Regions from separate parts of the Mus musculus genome. Here all the other regions are linked to region 1. Evidence: chromatin contacts called from public Hi-C and promoter capture Hi-C data. All regions are on one chromosome and are shown on one strand. The core of a region is the stretch at or near the end of the contact, and the rest is flanking DNA. Distances in the headings are between cores, read along the strand shown. Region 1 holds the start of Fsip1 (fibrous sheath-interacting protein 1). Region 2 overlaps Bub1b (BUB1B, mitotic checkpoint serine/threonine kinase). Region 3 overlaps Gm13986 (predicted gene 13986). Region 4 holds the start of Bmf (BCL2 modifying factor).

Region 1 (4,187 bases), core at 754-3,253:
AACTGACAGGCTATCTGTGTATTTGGCCATCTGGAAAAGAAATCGGAATAAAGACCATTGAAATGGGATCTGATAGGTGTATTGTGTGTTTAAGAAATCACTTGTCACACAGAAACTCCATATGAAAAATGAAGAGCTGTACAAGAAAGCAGCCACACGATGTGCACCAAGTTGCATGTGCCCTGAGAATGGATTTACCAACTGCCATGTCTTCCCTGAGGATGTGGGATGGGAGACAGGATCCAAAAGGAGGGTGTAGAAGAATCTAGCCAAGTAGGACATCAAAGAGGGAATCCAGGAATTGATAAATCCAAACAATAGTAAATAAAGCATAATATTTAAGAGTTCAAGGTGGCTGCCTCCAGAAGATGTGACTGGGAACTGCTCAGTTATTTCTTCCATTCTGAATTTTATACCACAGTTTAACATTTGGACCATATCATTTTAATAAAAGTAAAAGCAAAATTTAAAAGTAATGAGTCAATATAAAATATGCAATCTTCCAAGGCCTGGAAGGAAATGCAAGGATAGCTTGCAAAGAAATCAATGATATACTAAGCCAGCGTGGTCCTCACTTGGTAGAACTGTTTGGGAAGGATTAGGAGGAAGTGGTATTTCATGGGCAGAGGAAGCGCCTCCTGAAGTATCAATAGACTCTCAGCTTCCCACTTAGCTCTGCTTTCTACTTTCAGATCAAGATGTGGGCTCTCAGCTGTTTCTGCTTCCGTGCCTTTGCTCCGCCATGATGGACTCTAAGCCTCTGAAGCTGTAAGTCAATTGAAGGCGTTCTTTTATAAGACTCTGGACTAGGAAAGCAGTTGGATGCTGATGAAGAGCTTAAAGAGCATCCTGGTGGGAGGTTAGAAGGCAATAATGCTGAGAGCAAGGCAGACTGCAGAGGCCTACGGACCTCAGGCCATTTCAGGGGAAAACAATACTAGCACCTGGGCGACAGAAGGACAGAACATTCCTGTATTTGGCAAAGAAAGTGGCTGCTTTCTGCCCTTGCCTTAAACATTTGCCTGAGGCAAAACTGAAAAACCATGGATTAGTTTCCTTGGCAGAGAAGATTTCAAGACATGGCTCTCTGACTCTGTTGCATGGTTATTAGTAATCATATCCCGGTCTTATGGAGGTCTACAATAAAAAGGGAAACTGGGACAAAAAGAAATTTTTGTTTTATACATTTCCTCATTTAATGAAACACAGTGCACCAAAAGAATCAAAATTAAAATACCAGTTACTTTATGCTATTCAGTGAAGTAGAGATGTGACCAGATTCTAATGGTAACAAATAACTGCTCATACACGCCAACGTTTTATTACATTTTTTGATCAGCTCGTGTAGATAGTACACGTCCGGTGTGATGAGGCAAAACTGGTTGTGTCTCCAGATTGTTTGCTCCCTGTCTTATTGTCTGAAAGGCCTATTCATAGTCCCCAGGCTGGTGGATGCCCAAAGGTATCTACCTATACGTTTGGTTTACATTTCTTCCATTGGGAAAGCTAAGTCCCAGATCAATGTTTACAAACCCTCTCTCTAGTCTCATTTTTCCTGTGCCACTTTTAAGGACTATGCTACTGACTAGTGCTCCAGACCTCAGTGGGAAGAAGGCTCGTAAGGATGCACTAATGCAGAAAGAGTTTTCAGCAGAGATCACGCCTCTGCCCGGGCAGTAGCTTCTGAGACTCCCAGACATAGCCACGCCCCTGTGGCCACCCCATGCTGGCCTGGGCGAACAGGCCACACCCACAGCCCTCGGGGACAGAGTCCGCCCTCTCACCCTCCTCTGGCACATCAGGCCACACCTCCACCTCGCCCTCTGCCGTGGCCAGCGGCTACCAACCTCTGCCCGTGGTGCGTGCGGCCCCTCAACTTCTCGGTGGGGAAGAAAGCTGGACGCCTAGACACTGACTCTCTCCACTTCCCTTCGAAGGGGACCGGTTTTTCCCGCCACCGCCTCCTCTGTGAAGATGAAAGAGGCAGCAGGAGACCGCTGTCTCAAAGAACGCTGTTGCCCTGGCAACTAGAAGCGCGCAGATCACAGTCTCGCGATAGGTTTAAAGGTCCCGTACCTTCAAGAATTGGGTATTGAAGCCGGGCGTGGTGGCGCACGCCTTTAATCCCAGCACTTGGGAGGCAGAGGCAGGCGGATTTCTGAGTTCGAGGCCAGCCTGGTATACAGAGTGAGTTCCAGGACAGCTAAGGCTACACAGAGAAACCCTGTCTCGAAAAAAGCAAAAAAAAAAAAAAAAGAATTGGGTATTGGGGACCGGAAGTTACAAGAAGACTGCTGTCCTGGTTGGGATTGGAGGGGGTGTGACTGTGGCCCTCCTATAACCTTCTTTTCAGTGAATGTTCTGGGTGGGAATGGTTTGTTCATATTCAGGTTGGCCTCTGGAACGAGGATCTCCATGTTTACATAGCTCTCACCGGCTACTAGAATGTTCTACCGACCAGGTGTCCTCTCAGATCAGTTACTTCCCATATCACTATCCTCTCTTCCTTGCAAGACTGATGTGCAACTCAAACAGATCTCGTATGTGAAGGTCTTGTAAAATTTGGAGAGCTGTGTGAGTGTGTGTGTGTGTGTAATACATGTGTATATAATAGCAGTGTGCATAAAGTATAATGTATAATACAGTGTATATATACATATGCGTATATATACATATACGTCCTGTAAAGACTGGGCTGTAGTAGAATAAGAAGGATTATGATGGCAGTATATACCTCCACAGCTACCAATCATTTCTCTGTGTACAGTGCATTAGGGCTCATTGCCTGGATCACCAAACTGATGCTCTTTCTTCATTCTCAGTACCGCGCAACCTCTGCTGCGTTTCAGTCTGAATTGCCCTTGGTTGTTTACAAGGTATTTTCATACTCAGAGCCCCTTTATCCTCATGCTTTGGGGTAAATACAGTGTTTCTCTGGTCTTTTTTCATCAGAGCAAATAAGTATGACTTGAGTTGCCCAAAGATCACAGCTACAAGTTAAGATGGTGCTGAGGGCAAAACCCTGGCTGTGAATACCATCTGGGTGCTATTGATCCTTTGTTTCGGACTCCAGGTCAAATGACTCCCTTGAACCTCATAAGGCATGAGAACCCTCGCAAACTAAGCAGATCAAAATCAAGCCACTTTTCTATAGTCCCCTCTCCCCACTGCAGCCCTTCCTATACCGTCTTCCCCACACCATTCTCCCAGGCTCAGCTCAGCACCTTTGGTACCATCCTCAAGTCGGACATGCTACCAGACCTGCATTCAAGTGTATCTGAATCCAAGTGTTCCTCATATCTGCAAGGTTCCCACCCTCAATTAGATGTTTGTGATACTCTACTAGTAGTTTCCTCAGTGGGAGCTTCCCTTGCACCTCCTGTATACTGAAGGACAGTATCCTACAACGTGTGTTCAGAACCTCAGCCAAATCCTACCAGCCCTCTGCTCCAGGCTCTCCATGACTCTCCACTTAGCGGCCTTTCAATGCCCACAGGTCCTGAATGACCAAACTGTTAACTTACATGTATACACATACATACATGCATACACATACATACACACAGACATATAGACATTTTAAGAAAAAGAACGAAAGAATAATGAGTTCAATTCACAGTAAGTCCTTACCATCACAATTCCCAACCCATGGTATTGATTAAATTACTGGAAGATTTGCATGCTATATGAAAAAAAATGAATGGCTAGACTGGGGATGTGCCTCAGTGGTAGAGTGACTAGTTAGTATGTTAGAGAGCCTGTGTATGATCTTGTGCAGTCCCAAAGGGAGGAAAAAGAAGTTCCTAAGACTGCCTTCCAAAAGTGGACTCTAGATACTGAGAGAAGATTGCATATTTGCTAACAGTCAAAGCACAAAATGTTCCAGCAAATAAACAACTGAAAGTCTCTCTGTGCCTTCAGCACTTCTCAGCTGGGAGTACCCTCGTTAACAAACGAATCAATGTGGGTTTAAGTCAAGATTCATGCCTAGCCAGTGGAGTATCTCCATAAACCACTGTTGGTGGAGGTCACCTATTTAAAAAACAACAACAACAAAGCCTCTCCTGTGGTTTGGACACTGTTCAGGGATATCCTGGTTCAGTATAGCTAAATTACAGTTCTGTGTTCTTTGTTCCCCTCAAAAATGAAACTTCTTTTGACCTTGGTATCAGATGTCTCTTAGTTAA
Region 2 (4,187 bases), core at 1,207-3,706, 370 kb after region 1:
CATTTGGCTGGTTAGATGGCTCAGCAGGTGAAAGTACTGCCTGCCACACCTGATGGCCTGAGATTGGTCCCTGGGCCCCACATGGTGAAATGAGAAAACTGACTCTGACCATTGCATGACTTTCCCTGACACAGACGGACAAGTAAGTGTAATAAAATTAAAACAAACATTAAACGTTCAATAAATGTTGAAATTTGCCTGTTGTAATGGACAGTGGACTTGAGGAGAATCTCAGATTTAAAGTCAGCCTAGGCCGTGCAGTAAGTTTTAGGCTACCTTGAGTACATAGCTAGGTCTTGTTCAAAAGACTTTGATAAACATTAAAATCACTAATGTGAACTAGGCACATAAAAAGATATTCATAATTATATCACCAGGAAAATGCAAATTAGAGCCACAGTGAGATACTACAGGGTACCCGCTGTCAGGCCTGTAATCAGGAGACAGATAATAACAAATGTTTGCAGGCAAAGGTTATAGAAAAATTAGAACCTTCATACATTGCACAAACAGTCTCTTCTGTAAAACACACTGGTCATTCTTTAAAATGTTAAAGCTAGGGGCCCTTAAGAGCACTTGCTCTCCCAGAGGACCAACCTGGGTTTGATTCCCAGCCCTAGTTGGCAGCCTACAAACTGCCCACAGCCCTGTTGTGGCTCTCATGGGTACTGCACTCATGCTAACATACATGTAGGCGAAACATCCATGCACAGAAAATAAAAGCATAAAATAATTACTAGACTGGCGGTGGTGGTGCACACCTTTAATCCCAGTGCTGAGGCAGAAGCAGGTGGATCTCTGAGTTCAAGGCCAGTCTGGCCTACAAAGCAAGTTCCTGGACAGCTAGGGCAATGCAGAGAATCCCTGTCTTGGAAAAAAATTTTTACTAGTTAAATGTAGTTACTAAAAGCCACAGCATATCTCATCCATGACATACCCATGGTAGCTAAACTAATACACAGTTAATATGGAAATATTACTCATGGTAGAGAGAGGAACCTAGATGTGATCAACTAATGCATAAATCAAATACGTATTAGCACAGTGGCCTATCACTTGACGATTCCAAGGAACGAATGATAGACTGACCTGCATTACAGCATGGTCGACCCTCACGGTCAGTAAGTGAAGTCATGTGTCTGCAGAGTACTGCTTTGGAAGTGACTCCCGTGCTCTCCTTGCCTGCTACAGGTAATATCATTTTCTCCTCTCAGAAAGATAAAGTGAAATGTGTGGGTCTGGTGTGATAGAAAGAAACTTACAGGAAATATTTTTCCATTTGCACGAAGTGTCCATAATAAAGCAGTGCAGTTGGGAATTACGGAGAGGACGACCGCAAGGCGCTGGAGTGCATTGTGCTTGCTTGCTTTCTACCAAAAGAGCACACTGGCGTGAACACACTAGAACCCTGAGGTGCACACCACACTGTGAAGTGATGAATTATATCTCAGTCTTTTTTTTTAAGAATTGTTTATTTATTTTATGCATATGAGTACTCTGTAGCTGTCTTCAGACACACCAGAAGAGGGCCTCTGATCCCATTACAGATGGTTGTGAGCCACCATGTGGTTGCTGGGAATTGAACTCAGGACCTCTAGAAGAGCAGCCAGTATCCTTAACCACTGAGCCATCTCTCCAGCCTCCCATATCTAAAAGTCTTAAAGGGCGGGGGAGGGGGGGTGTCACTAATTTGACAGTCTTTTCATACTTGCAATTATTTTTTTCCCGACATACATGTAAAATGCCTGGGTAGCAATGGATATAGACCATTTTTTCTTTCTGTTCTTTTTTTTTTTTTTTTAATTTTTCATGTTTTGTGTTTATGTGTGGGGTGTGCTTGCGTGTGTATGAGGGCAGCTGTGAGTGGCTTTACTCACTGAGCTGGCTCACGCCCCTCATGTTCTTTACCAGTAGAGATTTAGTAACACCCAGGGTAGAAAGACAGGATATAGGCATTCAAATACGGTAAAAAGACCCAAGGCACTGTGTGGCATGGTGGTGCTTTACTGATACTTTGGGAAGGAAAAGTCTGTGCAGACGAGCCCCAGGCATTGCTGGAGGGTGAAGGGGGGTGGCTGGTGGGGGTATGAGAAGCTACAACAACTGCATTTCTTCCTCCACAACCAAGGAAAAGAGCTAAGTCGCTGAAGACAGTGACTTGTTAATAGAGTTCTCTTTTTATTTACCTTCTTGATAAATATTTTCTGATAAAGTACACAGGATTTTATAGCTAGACAGATGTGAATGGCAATGCTATTTTATATCCAAAAATGTAGAATTTCTAATGACTCAGAAGAGCCTAGGAGACTTTTATGACTGAAGGAAGACACACAGGCTCTACTCCAGTTTTATGAGATTTGAATTTCCAGAGAAGGAATCCACACATTATGTTCCCCTTTGTTTTAAATAATTTGGGAAAGTTATTCTGATTCCGCCAGTTCCCCGGTTGCTATGGAGAGCACAGCGATTGAAGAGAGCAAGCAGTACATGTTGTGTTCTGGAGAATACCGCCCAGTGTGCGGTGGACGGCCTAGCCAGGGAGGATGGGCCTTCAGGGAGGTTCTGGGTTCAGCTCCTCAGTGAAGGCTTGAAATTGTCTGGAAGAGGACAGTAAGCTGCCTTTCTATGTGTTGAGCCACACACCCCCTCCAGTATATTTTTTGATGAAGTATAGTTTTCTTTGTTAACAAAATCATTTTCCTCAATTCTGTCCTGTGCTTTTTAAATTGTCTTCAACTTGAGGTCCTGGTTTGTTATTTCTAAATCTCATGTCAATGATCTGATGTCTTAAGTTTAAAAAAAAAATGTGTGCGTGCGTGCATATGTGTGTGTTGTACCGCGTTTGTTGAACTGTTGCAGCTAAAGTGTGTTTGGCTACTTTAGGATGAACTCACAGAACTTGAGCCTCTGAGTGAAGACGCCATCATCACTGGTTTCAGGAACGTCACTCTCTGTCCCAACCCTGAGGACACTTGTGACTTTGCTAGAGCAGCTCGTTTGGCATCTACTCCTTTCCATGAGATACTGTCCTCGAAGGGCATCGCTGCTGATCCCGAGGGACTGTTGCAGGAAGAGGATCTGGATGGGAAGGCCGCCGAGGCTCATCACACTGTTCATCACCAGGCCCTCATCATAAAGAAACTGAGGTGACTGGAGTGTTTCTCTCTTGGTCTGTGTGCTTGTCAATTGCAGTGGCCAGGTATCGGCTCTTACTGTCCATCAGATGCTCAATCAGGGAGTAAGTCTGACCCGGGGACACAGTCGGTGAAGGTTACTGATTGGTTTGGATTTGAGGATTAGAAGAAGTAAATTGTGCTGGTTATGAGACTCAGGTAACGAAGGAAATGGCTCAGCAGGTAAGGGCACTTTCTTGTAGAGGACCTGGGTTTGATTTCCAACACCCACGTGATAACTCTCAACTCTGTGTTCTAGGGTATCCATTGGCCTTTCTGACCTCCACATGTACAGACACATGCATGGTGCACAAAGTTGTGAGCAGAATGCTTACATACATAGAGTAACTAAATCTAAAACAGGTTTAATCTGTTTCTTATTTGGGAAAAAATGAGACCAATAAAAATAAATTCTATTACAAGATGAGTTCAGTATAAAATTTATAATTTAAAAATGTATAAAGTTGGACTCTAAACAGATAGCTAGTGGCTAAAAGCATTGGCTGCTCTGGTGGAGGTCCCGGGCTCAGTTCTTAGCACCTACAGTGGTACCTCCCAACCCTCTGAACTCTATTTCCAGGGATTTGACATCATCTTCTGGCTCTGGGTGCTATCCCTACACTGGGGTACTAACATGCATGCAGGCAAAACACATGTAAAAGCAAATAGATCTTTATTAAGAGGATATATAAAGTTCTGACAGAAGTTGGAGTATACTGTCCTGAGGATGGCTTCACTCTTGTTTCTTGCAGCCCAATTATTGAAGAGAGCCGTGAGGCCACCCACTCATCTGGCTTCTCCAGGTCTTCTTCCTCAGCTCCCAGTACATCCTCCATCAAAGGCTTTCAGCTTCTGGAAAAGCTGGAGCTGACTAATGACGGGGCAGGTAGAGTGTTCCAGCCAACAGCAAGCTTCCGAGTCTGCTCAGTGGCCGTTTAGTCCCTCCGCAGGCTGACCCTGCCCCAGTTGTACTATTTCCCAAATAAACCAGCACTAATTCAACGTATTTCATAT
Region 3 (4,187 bases), core at 664-3,163, 320 kb before region 1:
ACACATGTGCACATACATACGTACATATATATACATACACATATCCACACAGGCATATAAACACACATACAAATAATCTCCTAAATGCATGCATGCATGCATGCATGCATACATACATACATACATACATACACACACATGCACACATACATACATACATAGACACACATACATACACATACATAAATACACAAAATTGAGTCCGTTTTTCATTCAACTACACCTGGGTATAAGGCCTGTCCTGGAATGTGGTTAAGATTTGAGAGGTATTAAGAGAGCAGAAAGAATGATTAAAATACAGTATATAAAACTTTTAAAACCTGTGAGAGTGGGATTGGTTTGAGATGCAACACAAACCCAGGAAAGACATGAGATCCCATGGGATAAAACTGACCCTAAAGCACAGGACTCTGGCTGCAGAACAGTTCAGCTTCCCAGCACTAGGGTCTATGGACAAACACATCCTGCTTTTGGAGTTGTTTTAACATAAAATATGAACATTCTCAAAATAAGGAGGGGGCTAGAGCCTTGGAGGAATGTTAACACACTTTGTAGCCAATGGGGCAGGTTAAATACTCATTAAGTGGCTTGCATTGCAAATGATCACTTTTCCATAGCAATGGCTAAACTGCCAGCATCCGTTTAGAGAAATCTCCCACCTTGTCCCTGTCTGGATTTGCCACAGTGAAGAGGCCCCAAGGATGTCAACCTCTTCCAGTATAAGGTGGGATCCAGCACAGGTTTCCCTGGCCACTTTCTCATGTGCTGAGGCCAAGTTGGCTTGGTCATAGGCCAGGTTCCAGCTCTGTCTAGCATAGTTAAATATCCTATACATAGATCTTTTTCCCAAACACAGAGCTCGCTCCTGGATTATAACTTCATTATCACTTTTAAATCTAAAGAACAAATGTTCAACTCCAAAATCAGGGCAAATGTCTGAAACCTTATTCAGCAAGTCTCCACAGACAAAGTCATGTCCAGCCCCAAAAACAGAGTGTCATTTCCAGATGCTATCTGCTGTGTGTGTCTACAGGGAGCAGGATGGGATGAATGCCCTCTTCTCTGGCTGCCCAGCTACCTAGCTAGTAGGAGTGGCTTTGGCTTTCTTGAACTGAAGTGCTGAGAGCCTTCCTACCCCAGGGCCAATGTGCTCATCTCCCATTTAGAGGTAATTTTCTATTTCAAGGGGACCAGTGGCCCAACAGCTCAAATACATATTCATTCATTTGTTTATTTAATCACAACCTCTTCAATACTGAACACCCACATGCTAGATGCGCATCTAGACACTTAAGACCCATGGCTGGGTGATCAGCAGAGCTAGTCTTCAGATTTACTCTTTGCTTCTCAGTGCTCAAAATACATTTCAGCACCTGGTTGGGTGGAGGCTCTTTCTCTAAAATATTTAATCAACTCTAACTCTGTGTTTGTGACTCACAAGCTCACCAGTTGACCAGCTTCACTGGAGGAGAATATTTGCAGAGAAAAAACAGAGAGCAGAGGAGTAAGAAAGAGAAGAGAAAAGGAGACTGGAAGGGAGGGGAGGGTTGAGAGAGGAAGAGGGGAGAGAGGAGGAGAGGCATGGGGATAGACGAGACTGAATGAGACAGAGATCCCAGCACAGAATGGACCAGGGTACAAAGAAAAACCACACATAGTAAGATGATGTGGGGTCAGCTTGGGCGGGCTGCTATATGGACTGTGACATCACCAAATCTAAGATAGGAAAGGAGGAAATTAGGAAGAACGGGGGAAATCTTAGCAAACACAACATTTACAGATAAACTGTATGGCAGCTTTCCCCATACATAATTATTCCCATAATGAAACCTTAAGTTTCCATGGAGACATCTTATATATGTATAATGTACGTTTAAATAGTTACCTCTTTCCTCTTTTTCAAGGAAACCACTAAGAAGCTGTGCAGCTCAGTCCCGAGATTCACATTTTTTCCTCCTTTCACTTCCTGTTAAGTTTCCTTTAGGCTTCTGGTTAAAGATTTTAAGTTTCTTTTCCTACGCTCCCGAACAATTATTCTTTGGATAAGCTTTAAACTATTTCATGTTCAAATTCAAATTATTTATTGACGATGTGTAGAAATGGAACTATGTTTTATATATTCACTCTGTAGCAGATGGTAAATGGCCTGTTAAATTCCACAGTTTATTTTAATAGTGAAGCTGTAGATTTGTCCAATTCTTGATATACTGTAAATTTTACATTGATTTTTTTTCCTGCCTTATTGCACTGATGACTTATAGTGCAAAACTGAATCAAAGTAGTGACATTTGTTTCTATTGCTCCATCTCCGGTGCCACATAGGATACCTCTCAAGATTTTACAACTAATGTTTTCCATTCAATTGATTTTTTGAGAATTTCACATGTGATATTGAATTCACACTATTTGATGCCTGTCTCTTTCCACTAACATTCTTCTTTACTATTATTTACTTTTATTTATATATGCATATGTGTGTATAAATATAATCACTTGAGTCCATTTGGTTCTGCTCCTATATACATGGTTAGAGTTTAACACTTGGGATTGGATAACCTATCAGAGGGCACATCCTTAGGAAAGACTTGTTCTTACTTTAATGCCTATAGATAGATCTTTATCTAAAGGTAGGGCCTTGTGATATTTCCCTATCCAAGAAGGCATGTTAACTAGTGCTGTCATTTCAAAGACCTTCTCATGAACTTATGGGGGAGGGGGCCAAAGACTGCTTCATTCGTGGACAGAATTGAATTGTACCAGCTATGCCCTGTGCCCATTAACAAGATAAGATACTTTTTTTTCCCTTTAAAAAGGTCTATAAGTAAATTGTGTGTTATAAAACATTAAACCAACTTTTTAAAACTTTTGTTTTAATTGTACTGGTTATTCTGCCCGTGTGTGCATGATGTGGTGGTGGGTGGAGAGGGGTCATATGTGCCACAACACCTTGGTGGACATTAAAGGACAAATTTGTGGAGTTAGTTCTCTCTTTAATGTGCATTCTGGGTATCGAATTCAGGTTAGCAGGCTTCCACAGAGAGCTCCTTTGCTGACTGGAATGAAATATCCCACTTGGCTAGCCCAACCATGGGTTCTTAAGCTCATGTTTTTCATAATATAAACTCATTTTAAAGGTTGTTAGATTTTTTTTTTGCTAATATATTCTGATTAATATTTTTAAATATTTGACAATGAGAGAGGTTAGCCTGTAAATTTTTTGTTTTAGTATGTATTTTTAAAATTCAATAGTAACTGTTTACTATACTGAGAAGAAATACAAATTAGAGTTTTAGCTCTTTTTTTCTGAGACGTTGATGATCAATTCTCTGTTGTATTTTTATATCTAACACCTAATATCTTCCCAATAAACACTTACTGAATTAATGAACAGTTTAATAATGAATAAATGGAAAATTACCCATGCCCAAGCGTAAGCAAATTCCAGCTCACTCTCCCATGGTGTGGGTAACGTGCTGCAGACACGGGCAGGATTGTCCTCTCAGAGTGGAATTTCTGCTGCTTTTAGGACTGAGTAGTTACAGCCGGGCCCATACAGACGGCAAGCCTGAAATATTTATTAGCTGAGCCTTTTTAGGAAAACTCCTCCAATTCCTTCTCTAAGCACACTATTCAATAAATATCTGGACGGTGGCCAGAATGTGCCCAGCCAGGGAAACCTACAGCAAGGAAATCTCTTCCATCTCACCCTGAAGAAATGGAGGGTGCTCCAAAGCGGGTGGCTGCTGAGGCAGGAGACTGGTAAGGCGGGTGGCTGGTGACCCAAGCAACACTCAGTCTTTTTCACAATGACACCTGTTTTGGTCTATCATCAAGGGTCACAGTGTGAAAGGACATGTGTCTACAATTGACACTACTCGAAATCACTACACATTGTCCAGCTGTCCCCTTCTCCCCAGGGGCTTTGGTTAAATCTTTCCCTGGATTTCAGGGCTTTCATGGCCTCTTATTTTGGTCCCAATAGCAGGAATTCGCTGAACTCAAATAAAACAATGAATGAGCCCATGTGGGTCTTAGGACGATCGTAGCAATTCAGCAGATGCCCTGAGCCTAACAAAGGCCCACATTTAGCTATCCTGACTTCTTTCTTCTTAAGATGAAGAATTCCTAATGCTTGAGCTATTCAATGTGCAACTGAGTGAAAGATCTTTGCTGCTAGAAGATGCTTC
Region 4 (4,187 bases), core at 945-3,444, 290 kb after region 1:
ACACTTCCTAAGCAGGAACCTCCAGGCTCTCGGCGAAGTCTGAACTCCAGGCTAAGCAGCAAAAACAAGAGCCAGGAATTGTAGAGCAGCCAGGTTCCCTCCTAACGTGCTAAGCCCCACCCTGCTGCACATCTCCACCCCCTCCTTGCACAACACAACAAACAGGCTCTGTGGTGTGGTGAGTGTGTCCTGGAACAGGGGACGTAACTTAGTCACTCCAGCTGGCCAGCTGGCTTAGCTCCCGTCCAGAGGAGCAAAGCTGCCTGCTCACCACAGGTTAATCTGGAGGGTTGAATCGGCCTCTAGCAAAGTGTCCAGCTAATTCTACTCGCTAATCTTCGTGACTTCCAATTCTCATCCACTCAGCCTCCCATTCCTGCCAGAGCTGAACCTGAGATAGGTGCAAAGTGCCTCGCAGAAGGAAGTGAAATTCAGCCCTCCTGCTGAGCGCTCTCTCCCTGCCTACACAGTGGGGCTGTTTCTTAGTGTTAAGTTCCTCTCGCTCCACCTGACAGCTCATGAAATTCTGCACTTGGAGTCACCCGGCAGCTTGAACTTCCAAGCTGACCTCGCCTGAGTTAGGGCCCCTGGGGCAACCAGAAGCATCAACAAGCACCTGAATGGTTAAGGAGATGCAAGGACAAATTTTGTCATCATCAGACTGCTGGGGATTCCAGGGAGTTCCGATCCCCACTTTATTGCCTTTGAAAGACAAGCCAAGTAGTTTGTGGGGCTAAGTCTTTACAGAAATCTCAGTTAGGTTCAGAAACCTTACTTTCCCAAATGCAAGCTCTGTGAGGTTCTTACTTCAACCCTCAAGCCTTACCCCATCCCACCCCTGAGCTATCCGTAGTCCTGTGCCCTCTTCCCTGGAGAATGACTCCATGCCTGCTATTGTTCCGATAGGAAAGGGGTAACTCCAGCGTAAAGTTTCCAGATGAAAGGACCAAGAGATGTCACCTAGCAGTGCTTCTTCTGTCCTTCAACCTCTTCTTTGCAGTGTGGCTATCCCAACCAAAGTAGGGACTCTCCAGAGCCAATCACAAGCAGGAGTCATTGTCTTGGTGTTTCTTTTGAAGCCTATCACTCCCCTCCCCCTCCCAGCAAAGCCCCAAAGTTCAACCCTTGCCTAGACTGGACAGTGGGGGAGGTGCAGCCAGAGGGTGTGGCTCTGAAAACGCGGAGGACCCCCCCCCACTTTGCACAAGAACTGCAGGTGGCTCTCCAGTTAGTGTGAACCTCGGAGGGGCTCTGGGCAAAGTCAAAAGTAAACTGGGGAAGAGTGGAGACCCTCAGCTTCCCTGAGCTAAAGTGGTAAAGTCCAGACTGATAGGAAGAGGGCACTTCCTGAGAGCACCGCCAGGGAATGCTTTATTCCTAGCAAAGGTCTTAAAGTCCGCTGGAGCCATCGCAGAACTTCGGCGATCCAACTAGGATGCTCAATATAAACTCCTCCTCTTAGGAGTTAGCACTAGCCAGATACCTTGAACTCAATAGTGGCTAAGATCTCAGGACACACGCGCACGCACATGCACACACGCACACACACCTGGGTGACTCCAGGACAGCGTCTCAGCCTCCGAGTTGTGATGCCAGGGCTCTGCGCCAGGGTCCAGGGTGAAGAACACTCGGGGGGCTTGGTGCCCACACTCGATTGGGAAGAAGGGGGCAAACTCCAGCTGTTAAGAAGAGGAGCCTTCAGACTCCGCAGGGAGGCAAAATGCACCACAACTTACGGCCCCACCCCACAGTTACACCCGGAGGCCAGAGCGTCCGGGAGCTTGGCAGTGGACCCCAGGATCATTTGCTCACCTACTTTTAACTCCGAATTCCAAATGCTTCCCGAAAGCCCCTCTTGGAGCAGCAACCACAAATTTGTGCTCTGCACCTCGTTCCCACATCCCTGCACCCCAACTCCCCGTGGTCACCCCAGATGCCCGCAGTCCAAACCCTTCCCCGGGCCCCCACGCGCTGCGCGACTCCGCTCCCCACTTCCCGGAGGAGGTACGATCCAACTCCGCCTAGCCCCCCGCCGCCCGGGCGCTCACCGGGCTGCGGTGGGAGGCGGTGGCGCGGGCTGCGGCAGCGACTGCTGCAGGCGCGAGCTGGCGCGGGAGGAGGCCACGGCACACCGCGCGGTATTGTTTCCAAAATACGCCCGCTCCGGGCATCCCGCAAACAGCTGATGAGGCCCCGCCCCTCTTTGCGTCACTCCAACCACTGACCAATGGCAAGTGGAGGTCCAAGTCTCAAGCTGGGCAGCTGCCAGGGACAATCACCAATGTACAAACCTTCCCTTGGAAACATTATAAGGGGCCGGGCGCATTTCTGACCTCCGTCAGAAGCGCAATTGGAGCGCTGTAGAGGGTGAGGATTCGGTTCCTAATGCAAGCCCCAGAAACGACAGAGAGTCCCTAGGTTTTCTACTAGGTAGTGGGGGGACAAGACGCCTAAGTGACTTTTGTCTACTTGGAAATGGGCTGAGTTATTGCAGGACTTCCAAAAAGCCGGCTCAGGAGGAGACTGGGAGTTTTCAGACGCGCCTTGTAATATATAGCGGAAAAAAAAAAAAACCGAGCTGCTGGTCCCTAATAAAAAAAAAGCAAAACAAATAAAAAACCAAAACAAAAAACTGCCCTCTTTCCTGTTGGGCGTGTCTGAGGAAAGCTGGAGGAGAACACGTGTGTCTGCATCTAGAACCAAATGACATTCGGATCCATCAAGTGCAAAGAAAGGCCATGTCCTCTCTTCTAGACTGTGGAAGATCACTGTTGAAAAAAGGACTCTAGCAGAGGGGAAATCAAAGGGGTAGCTCGGACAGCCCTATCTATGGCAGCAGCAGAAGGCTGTTCTTGGACTGCTAAGAAAGCAAAACGCATCTCGTGTACTATGGCCAATCTAGGGATGACTCCACATTTTTTTGAACACCTACTATGTGCCAGGTCCTGGTCTAAGTGCTAGACTTCTGGTGCCTGACCTCAATGAACCGATACTTCACATGTGAATGATGGAAACCAGCTTGAATGGTGCTATTTTAGGGATAATAAGCAAAGATTTTTGAGTCGGGCCTTGAAGAATGGGGAATATTTCACTAAATAAAAACCAAATAAAACAGTCCTGACCCAGAGAGGTCAGGGAGCTAGAATAAAGTACTTAACATGTCTGGAAAGCAAGATCAGCTGCACGCCCCCCCCGTCCCCCCTCCCCCCCATCAAGCTCTCTGGCATCTTCACTATGATTTAGGATGTGAGGGTATGGGCAGGTAGATTCAGGTCAGATTGCAGAGGTGCCCCCTGGAATACCAGGCTGAGGAGTCTGTATTTTTTAAAAGTAATTTGTTAATTTTTATTTTATGTGCGTTAGTGTTTCGCCTGTATGTATGTCTTTGTGACAGCGTGTCATCCGGAACCAGAGTTACAGACAGCTATGAACTGCCGTGTGAGTTCTTGGAATTGAACCTGGGTCCTCTGGAAGAGCAACCAGTGCTTTTAACCACTGAGCCATCTCTTCAGCCCCAAGGAATTACTTTATAGAGGACTGGTAGCAAAGATTTTACAGAAGATGAATTTTGGGGAAAACTGAGTGGGGAGGCAGAAATCAGTGAAAGGAACAGAGCCCTGCCACAACCTAAATGAGCTGCAATAGAGACACGGGCAAAGCAGAGAAGCTGGGCTTAGTTACAGTCTCTACTTACAGTCTGCTCTAAGATACAAGCTGGCTGGATCTGGGGCTCCCAGACTCAATTGTCTTTGGCTATTTTTTGTTTTAAAATTTTTATTTATTTACTTTGGTTTCTTTCTTTCTGTTTTTCTTTTTTAATTGTTTTTAGATATATTTATTTTTACTTTATTCGTGTGGGTGTTTTGCCTTCATGCATGTGTGTGTACCAGGTGTGTGCCTGATGCCCAAGGGGACTATAAGAGGGGGTGGAATCTCCTGAAATTGGAGTTAAGGATGGGTGTGAGCCACCATGTGGGTGCTGAGAACCAAACACTAGTCCTCTGCAAGAGCAACAAGCGAACTTCACTGCAGAGCCCCCCCCCTTTTTTTTGAGATAGTGCCTTGTGTGTACCAGGCTGACCTCAAACTCTGTATGTAGACAATGATGACCTTCTGCCTCCAGCTCCCAAAAGCTGGGATTGCAGCCCTGCACCCTCCTGCCAGGCTCCTGGGCTTTTACTGTCTAT

Evidence for each region. A called contact is a pair of places that touch in the nucleus more often than the background predicts. Capture Hi-C pulls out chosen DNA fragments and counts their contacts.
Region 2: a contact with region 1 is called in a Hi-C map of cortical neurons, with 3 times the contacts expected there. The contact joins the enhancer-like site here to the promoter of Fsip1 in region 1. A contact is called at or near these places in 1 of 39 promoter capture datasets (the C10 cell line), 1 of 15 datasets of contacts at CTCF or cohesin (large pre-B cells), 38 of 484 Hi-C or Micro-C datasets (the 3T3-L1 cell line, B cells, the Ba/F3 cell line and 25 more), 4 of 115 datasets of contacts at active chromatin or transcription factors (embryonic basal ganglia, forebrain, large pre-B cells and 1 more) and 1 of 9 other capture datasets (embryonic stem cells).
Region 3: a contact with region 1 is called in a Hi-C map of bone marrow-derived macrophages, with 5 times the contacts expected there. The contact joins the enhancer-like site here to the promoter of Fsip1 in region 1. A contact is called at or near these places in 1 of 484 Hi-C or Micro-C datasets (bone marrow-derived macrophages) and 1 of 115 datasets of contacts at active chromatin or transcription factors (pancreatic cancer cells).
Region 4: a promoter capture Hi-C map of pancreatic islet shows a contact between it and region 1. The contact joins the promoter of Bmf here to the promoter of Fsip1 in region 1. A contact is called at or near these places in 1 of 39 promoter capture datasets (hippocampal neurons), 1 of 15 datasets of contacts at CTCF or cohesin (large pre-B cells), 7 of 484 Hi-C or Micro-C datasets (the N1E-115 cell line, bone marrow-derived macrophages, embryonic fibroblasts and 4 more), 6 of 115 datasets of contacts at active chromatin or transcription factors (astrocytes, bone marrow-derived macrophages, embryonic forebrain and 3 more) and 3 of 9 other capture datasets (embryonic tail, liver and pancreatic islet).

What each region holds. Positions count from the first base shown.
Region 1 is chr2:118,254,953-118,259,139 of GRCm38.p6, forward strand. It overlaps Fsip1 (fibrous sheath-interacting protein 1), which reads right to left and starts at 2,004. Exons shown (of 12, transcript NM_001374672.1): 1 at 1,848-2,004.
Region 2 is chr2:118,627,020-118,631,206 of GRCm38.p6, forward strand. It overlaps Bub1b (BUB1B, mitotic checkpoint serine/threonine kinase), which reads left to right. Exons shown (of 23, transcript NM_009773.3): 15 at 2,884-3,146; 16 at 3,926-4,059. Among named protein-coding and RNA genes, the nearest start is that of Bub1b, 31 kb to the left of the region's middle. Within about 2 kb of position 2,457, at least 7 of the 459 cell types and tissues checked have an H3K27ac peak or open chromatin away from gene starts, as enhancers often do. A contact at or near this core is called in cortical neurons and ventral hippocampal neurons, where this site is marked.
Region 3 is chr2:117,934,933-117,939,119 of GRCm38.p6, forward strand. All of the region lies in intron 8 of Gm13986 (predicted gene 13986), which reads right to left. Among named protein-coding and RNA genes, the nearest start is that of 4930412B13Rik, 120 kb to the left of the region's middle. Within about 2 kb of position 1,914, at least 7 of the 459 cell types and tissues checked have an H3K27ac peak or open chromatin away from gene starts, as enhancers often do. A contact at or near this core is called in bone marrow-derived macrophages, where this site is marked.
Region 4 is chr2:118,547,492-118,551,678 of GRCm38.p6, forward strand. It overlaps Bmf (BCL2 modifying factor), which reads right to left and starts at 2,195. Exons shown (of 5, transcript NM_138313.4): 1 at 2,049-2,195; 2 at 1,550-1,679. The coding sequence starts at 2,171.